Linked DNA regions of Mus musculus: region 2 is linked to region 1. A link is a contact called in public promoter capture Hi-C data. All regions are on one chromosome and are shown on one strand. Each heading gives the region's core, a stretch centred on a gene start, on an enhancer-like site or on the middle of the called end of the contact. The rest is flanking DNA. Distances are from core to core; before and after follow the strand shown. Region 1 holds the start of Nfe2l3 (nuclear factor, erythroid derived 2, like 3). Region 2 overlaps Snx10 (sorting nexin 10).

Region 1 (3,761 bases), core at 593-3,092:
GGCTTCCTGTTAGTTCTAAACCATCAGGGGCCTATCACCGCTAGCACTAACCCCCACCCTATTAGCTCCCTTCCCAGAGAGGAGGAAGGGATCAGAACAGCCTAACAATGAATCACTAGCACCTCTCGCAATGACCCCTCCAAGAAAGGGTGGAGGAGCCCGTCAGACAACTGCCTACACAAACGGTGATTTTGAACAGCCGCAAACAAACCAGTTTAGTTCCAATTCCCATTTTGCACAAGACTGCTTTTCACAAAAACAACCTCCTACAAACACTTGTGGATTGACATCAGTTAACCTCAAGCACTGGGCCTAAAAGGGAGCCAGTTCCCCCCCCCCCCCACCCGCACCCCCTGGGAGACAGGAGCGCTTTAGTTGCCAGGTCTTTCCTGAGGTTTTCGCCCACAGATCTTGCAGAACTGTTTAGAAACAAAAAGTTCAGCTGCAGGGGAGCACCGGCAACCAAAGGGAACTTACTACGTGTCATGTTTATGTCAATTATGGATTTCACACGTCCCATTAGGGAGTATTCTCAGGCAAGGGTGGGATGGTAGATCACAGAGAGACCACCTGCACTGAACACCGAGCCTACTTAGTCCAGGAGCACAACAACACATCCACAAACGTTTAAACTCAGGGCAAGGATCGTGTCTCGGCTTAGGTGCGTGGTTCTTCAGAGAGATGCACATCTTCTCAGGGGCTGAGGCCTCCTTCATATTCTCTACTCCGGTACAGGTTCCCCATCAAGGCATCTTAATGCATTCGGGGTACGATTAAAGGCCACGTCCAGACAGCACCATTCCCTCTAGCTTCCCCATTACCAAAATACCCTCCACAGCCATCAAACACAAGGAAGGGTGGTCTCTGCACGCAATGGATTTCATACACTTTCCCTAAAAGCAAATCCCCAGAACTCACCCTCTTCATTCAAAAGGAGGCGGGGCACATTTGTCCCGCAACCTGTAACTACCTAGAGTAGGGAGAAAAGAGAGCCCGGGTGTGACCCTGCCTAGTCATCGGGACCCTAGAGCTCGGGGCCAGTTCTTTCTGCCCTGGAGGGCGTAGACGTGCTTCTCGCTTGCGTTTTTTTAGGTTACCTGGCTCCCGCATCCGCCTGCATCTGGCACCTGCGCCGTCGGTTCGGCCGCCTTCTCCTCCTCTTCCTCAGCGGCCAGAGGGCTGCTATGAGCCGCTCGGGGGTCCCCGCCGCCCGCGGATGCTGACTGGCCGCCGTCTCCCACGGCCGACGAGGCGGCGGTGCCGAGCAGCCCGTGGGCCCCGTCTGCGTTCCCAGTCGCCACGCTGTGCACTAGCCACGCGTCCACGCGGGTGCGGGGAATGAAGGGGACCCCGAGCGCGCGCACTTCGTGCAGCAGCCGGCCTTTGGCAGGTAGCAGGGGGGTGCGTTCCCAGCCTTCCGAAGCCGAGAAGGGGTTAGAAGCCGAGGCGGGGCGGGTGGGGCAGAGTGGGAGCAGCTCTTCCCAAAGTGCGGCGGCCGGCGGCGGCAGGAAGAGGTCCAGGTCCACACGGAGCCCTACCAAGCTCAACAGAATCGTGAGTTGCAGGAGGCCGCCGCCCGCCCACCAAGGCTTCGGGAGCTTCATCTCCCACGGTGCGCCGGGGATGCCTGTGTCCACCCGGCTTGGCACTACAGCCGCCCCTGTGGCACCAGCCGAAAAGACAATGGACCAGGGCGTACAAGGGGCCGTTGCAGCCTCACCCCAGCCAGGCACAAAGGCGCTCCCTCGGCTGCCCACACAGTGCCTGGCGCGGCCGGGGACCCAGAGAGGCGGAGGAGACACCTGCAACACCCAGCTCTCAGAACCCGCCCCATTGCCTGGCAACGCCCACAGTTAAGTCCCGCCCCCTTCAAACTTCGCCCCGCCCCGAGCCGCAGGCACAGCCCCTGGGACACACTCATATCTGTTCTGGGCTCCAGGCCTCTTTATAGGAGGAGTTTCAAAGCATTTTGGAATGGAAGCAGATTTAAAGCTCCCAGATGCCCCTGGCAGCCCTGTGGTAGTGACCTGGACCACTCTAGCTGAAAAAACCTATGGGTGGGAGTGGAGGAAAGTTGGAGAAGTTGGGAGGAGACAAGGATGTTTAAACTAGGGAGAAAGTAGCCAGTTTTGAGCACTAAGCACAAGTGGTCACAGGTGGGCAACTACTGGCCAGCACGGAGGGTAAGAGGAGTAGACCCTAAATTCAGATTGCACCCCCATCACCAGACAGCGAGGGTTTCTTAATAATCAGTGTTTCTGTTTCCTTGTCGGCAAAACAAGGAGAATAGTACCCCAAATAGGGATTCAGGGAGATCAGATGAAATCTACGAAAGTCAGGAATCGATACAGATTCCAAGCCTCCTTTTCAGTGAAAGAATATTATATAGACACATGCACATATCTACACCTTTACAGAGTCTTCACTATTCCCTAGACATACTTTGCAAATTGTTAGTCTTCTCTCATGGCATTTTTGCTTCATACCTGAGGGCTGAGAATACCAGCTCTACAGGACTTGTGTGTGTTCAAATCCACCAGCCCCAACACTGCTTTCTAGGTTGAACTTAGGCAAAATTTCACTTTATGTGTCTTTCCGGAGATTCGGGCAAACCATCAAGCACAGGCAGGAAGTACTCTATTATCTGTGGGTTGTTGCCCCCTCATCTTCTAAGGGGTAGCCCCCTAAAGCTCCATCCTCTGAATATTCAGCATATGGGATTAATCTCTCTCCCATCTGTTCTCCCACAGAGCTTTCCCCAGCTGCCAGCATTGCAGCACTTGGCCTATTCTACTTTGTGGTTTACAGAGGCCGAGGGTTAGTATGACTTGACTCTTGTAAACTCTTGAGGGCCAGGAACCTGTTTGGCTCACCTTTGTACCTACACAGTACCCAACATGGGCTTTGCAAGTGGAGATTTTACCAAGCCCTCCTGGTTCCCCCTGGGGAACCTAGCCCCACTTAGGGTTTGTCAACTTAGAAAATTTGTAAGATGCTCTCCCTTCTTCCTCCTTTCCTCTCCCTCCCTCCCTCCTTCCCTCTCTCCTCCTTCCCTTCCTTCTCTCCCTTCCTCCCTTTCTCCTTTCTTCCTTCTCTCCTTTCCTCTCTCTCTCTTTCCCTCCCTCCCTCTCTTTCTTCCTGGAGGTCTCTCCCTCCCTTTTCCCCTCCCTCTTTCCATTCCTCTCTCTTCTTCCCTCCTTCTCTCCTTTCCTCCCTCCCTCTTTCCCTTCCTCCTTTTCTCTCTCCCCAGGGGCTATCTAGTATGACAAATCTTGTCCAGCAAAAGTAGAAGCAAAGATTTTTGTTTTTAGGAGTTGCTAGGGATAGACTGCCCAGAGCTACAGACATATCCAGTCCTTGGTTTTCTGAGACAATGTCTCAATGTGTATTCCTGGCTGGACTCATATGTTCCAACCCCCTGCCTCCCTAGTATGAGAATGACAAGAAGTGTACTGCCATGCCAGGCAGAAGGTGTTTCTGCTTTAAGTCTTGAGTGATTGGGAATGAGGGTGCGTTTATGGGGATGGGGGTGATACTGGGATGATCTTGGCTCAGTAAATGTCTGCCACATTCAGCTTTTTATAGACTGATTTTCTCCCTCGTGTGCTGTTGGAGATTGCGAAGAATATGAGATGGGACGCCTGAGCTCAGTAGCTTGGAGCTCGTTAGGGGCGTAAGATGCTCTCCCTTCTTCCTCCTTTCCTCTCCCTCCCTCCCTCCTTCCCTCTCTCCTCCTTCCCCTCCTTCTCTCCCTTCCTCCC
Region 2 (3,761 bases), core at 732-3,231, 150 kb before region 1:
GACACGTCTAGGGATGAATAACGTGCCTGTGCCTACATCCCTGGCACGGGGCTGTTGGGTGAAAGGTCAGCGCGTCCTTTTCAGAGTCCTTTCCAGGTCGTTAACTGTCTGAACAACACAACTCCCAGCAAGGAGAGCAATGCTCTGGCTATACCACTCCGTTCCACAGACAACCAAAGGAATTAAGGGACTCAAAAAAGAGTCTGGGTTCCATGGCTTGGAAAACATCAAGAGCCAGGGCTGATGGGAGACCCAAGTTCCTTGAGCTCTCGAAGCAGGATGTTCTCCTCTGTGACATGTGACAAAGCCACATTCAAACAATACCCAGTACAGAAACACCTCTGCAGCAGCTCAGTCCCCACGGGAGCAGATACTGGCACAGTGCTGTCAAAGTTCAGTGCTTAAAAGCACTGCAGGGAGCAAACCCTGGAAGCCGGGCACGGTGGTGCACACCTGTAATCCCAGTCTGGGCAGGCAATCAGGACCAGACTCCGGTACACAGGTTTGAGGCCAGTCTAGATGACATGACACTTTAAAAAGGCCAGCCACGGAGGAGTGATCAGTGGCCTGCATTTCCCTAGTGACATAAACACAGACACCTGCTGTCCCTGAACCTGCAATAGCCCAACAGCGCCCACCCACTACTCCCCTACCCCCAGCCCCAGGGCTAGCCTGGCCTATGGGATTCCCCCATCCTGCTCGGGCCACAAGGCCACACTGTGGCTCCCATAGAGCAGCTTCCAGAATAGAGGCTGCTCTGCAAACGTGAGCTCCATCTCAAGGGAGAGCCATTCGCCACTGGGCACCTTAGAGACGACAGTTAACAGAGTTCTCCCTAGGAGCGGGAGAGATGGCTCGAGGGTTAAGAGCACTGGCTGATCCCCCCAGAGGACCTGGGTTCAATTCCCAGCACCCACATGGCAGCTCACAACTGCCTATAACTCCAGTTTCAGGGGATCTGACACCCACACACAGCCATGCATGCAGGCAAAACATGAATGTCCATGAAATAAAAATAATTATATTTTTAAAATAATATATTATTAAAACATATAAATATATATTATTTATATATAAATATATAATAATAATAATATAAACCCAGTTGTCCCTAAGGGAGAAATGATGAAAGTCTGGACCAGCGCTTTGTTCTGTCACACCTGTGACATGACAAAGGACCCTGCTGTGATGTTTTCAGAGGCCTCAGCTCATCTAACAGCTCCTCTGGGCTTTTCACAGGGGTCACTCCAGTGTCAGTCCTCCCTGTCCGCAGTTCATCAGCTCCCAGCTTTCTGCGTGTCCTAGGGACCTCCTGGAAGGAAAGGCACCGTGCCAATCTAATAGAAACAGATATTAATATTCATGTGCACACTTAGTACCCAGGCCCTTTATAAGCGAGCCACGTGGGAAAAGCAGCGTGCTACTTCAGAGCAGCTCGGGGTCCTACTTAGTGAACTCAAAAGGAGGTAATTTCAGATCCCAAAGCCACCAGAAGAACGGACAGTTGGGGCCTTGCCTCTAACTTGTACTCGCCTGTCTCCTTGTCTACAAGATGGAAAAGCAAGCTCACAGCTGTTTCAGCCCTGAGTACTAAAATAATAATAACTGCCAACACTCAGAAATCAGGTTGTCAGACACTATGTAAGTGCTCTGCAGCTCTCAGCCCGCTTACCTGTCTCGGCCCTTATGGGGGAAGGGCCATCATTGTCCCTGTTTTATAGATGGGACAACATAGGCCCAGAGAAAGGAAAAGGCTTGCCTGACTCCCAGCTACTTAAGTGGCAGACCCAGGATTTGAACCCCAGCAGCCCAGCTTCAGCATCTGTGTGCAAATCCGTGAGTGTCAGGCCTCTAGGGAGGGGGTGAGACAACGGGAAGTTCTGGTGGCCTGGACTCCAGGCAGCTCCCGGGGAAGGGTGGAAGCGTGCCCCATCGCAGAAACCAGAGTCAACCTACTGAGACCACTCAGACGACACACGCACTTGACAAACGGCCCTCTGCAAGGACGAACTGAGCCATGCAGTCAGAGAAGGGTCGTCCAGGCTGTTCTAACTGCTGTATCTGAAGCTAGTTTTAAAGAAGTGTTTCCTGTAAACACAAGGCACGCTTATCTCCTGGGAGACTTTTGTCAGCCAGACTCCTGCGTAACTTGCCATCTGCTTTACCTTGGTTGCTGTTTGCCTGGGTTAGTTATTGTTTTGGGATATTTATTTGTTTTATTTGTTTGACAAGGAATGGCCTAGAACTTACTGCAACGCCTAGGCTGGCCTCAAACTCACAGAAATCCTCCTGCCTCAGATGTGTATGCTGGCGCTGTATCTACTGTGCTCTTAAGAGACCATGTGTTTATTCTGATTCAGACATGCATTATTTGCAAGCGCTGTTCACATCTGTACCATTCGATGCCAGCCACAAGATGGCGCTCTAACACAGGCTATAAATGTCGGTGGCCAGCAATCAGAGCTATCATCTCCCACACAGACCCGCTCTGTCCACATCCCTTGCCTGGTGCAGGCCCTTACTTACTTTCTGAGGAAATCTTCCAAGCCCTGGCGGCGTTGGTCGACATGCTGGCGATTGTTCATGTTGAAAAACAGGTTTTTAGACGGAAGTTCTGGTAATTGTCTGATAAGAAAGAGAAAAGTCGATCACCAATCACAGTGACTTAGCTACAGACATTGCTCAACATGAAGGCATGCGTGCTGTGCACGGTAATAATCATCACACAGCTATCACCTAATTATTGTCGTGTGATATTAATTTAAAGGAGAATCTGTCTTTAAACACTTCTGGGGGCCATTCGTGATTAATATCCATAAAGGCTGGTAAAGCTAAGAGATGGATATTAAATTCAGATGCAGAAGGCACAAAGGAAGCACGCCTGTGCCCTGTTCTTACCTCACGCATCTTAACGCTATCAACTTTCAGCAGAACTAGACTCATGGCTCCCGGTAATTTAAACTTTAAGTCACTTACACCAGCAACGCGTTGCTTTGGAGTCTTTGCCTCAGCCACACGAACTCTCTATACCTTCTTCGTACACAAGATGTTTTCATTGTAAAACACATGCTATTTGTCTGTATAGAAACAGAAAAAACATGAGCCTCACCTAAGGGGAAAAAGCACTTTCTTAATATATATATATTATATCTCATGATGTTACCCTCACTACTCTAAGTAGTGTGCAAGCCATGAGACATGTGTGCATTTATGTGTGCACTGCAAAATCTTTCATGTAGCTTATCAGTCTCAGTCCCAGAAGAAGCCATGACGACAGGAATGAGCAGTGTTAGCCCTGGGTGGGCATGGCCCTCCCCTGACCAGACTCCTGAAGGAGGGAGGCCTGTGCTCTCCTAACGACAAGCATTGTTTCCAAGGATGGATCACTAAGGAAAACTCCAGTGGGCATGTTTGCCCACCCTGTCATCTCAGACTCAGGCAGGAGGCAGGAGGACTGAGTTCAAATCCAGCCTGGATTACACAGTGAGATCCCATCGTGAGAAACACACACGAGCCCTAAAATGCACAATGCTCCAGCGCATCCACTGCATTTTTAACCCCACGTCCAGGCGTCCGTGGATCAGCACTGACTTCCTGCAGCTCTTCACAAAGCATCCCAGACATCTGCAAATGTCAGCCCTGGTTCTCCTCCAGGAAATGACATCAGCTCTGAGTGGGGCAAACAGGGTGGACATGAAAAGGACCAGAGAGCACCTGACAGGTATAGCTGACAACACTGTCACCAGCTAGCGTCTGTTTCC

What was found. Promoter capture Hi-C pulls out the DNA fragments that hold promoters and counts their contacts.
Region 2: a contact with region 1 is called in a promoter capture Hi-C map of neural stem cells. The contact joins the enhancer-like site here to the promoter of Nfe2l3 in region 1. A contact is called at or near these places in 3 of 39 promoter capture datasets (embryonic stem cells and neural stem cells), 2 of 484 Hi-C or Micro-C datasets (the G1E-ER4 cell line and pro-B cells), 1 of 115 datasets of contacts at active chromatin or transcription factors (pancreatic cancer cells) and 2 of 9 other capture datasets (adipose tissue and liver).

The regions. Positions count from the first base shown.
Region 1 is chr6:51,430,750-51,434,510 of GRCm38.p6, reverse strand. It overlaps Nfe2l3 (nuclear factor, erythroid derived 2, like 3), which reads right to left and starts at 1,842. Exons shown (of 4, transcript NM_010903.2): 1 at 1,098-1,842. The coding sequence starts at 1,604.
Region 2 is chr6:51,579,166-51,582,926 of GRCm38.p6, reverse strand. It overlaps Snx10 (sorting nexin 10), which reads right to left. Exons shown (of 7, transcript NM_001127349.1): 4 at 2,977-3,077; 5 at 2,527-2,625. Among named protein-coding and RNA genes, the nearest start is that of Snx10, 57 kb to the right of the region's middle. Within about 2 kb of position 1,981, at least 23 of the 459 cell types and tissues checked have an H3K27ac peak or open chromatin away from gene starts, as enhancers often do. A contact at or near this core is called in neural stem cells, where this site is marked.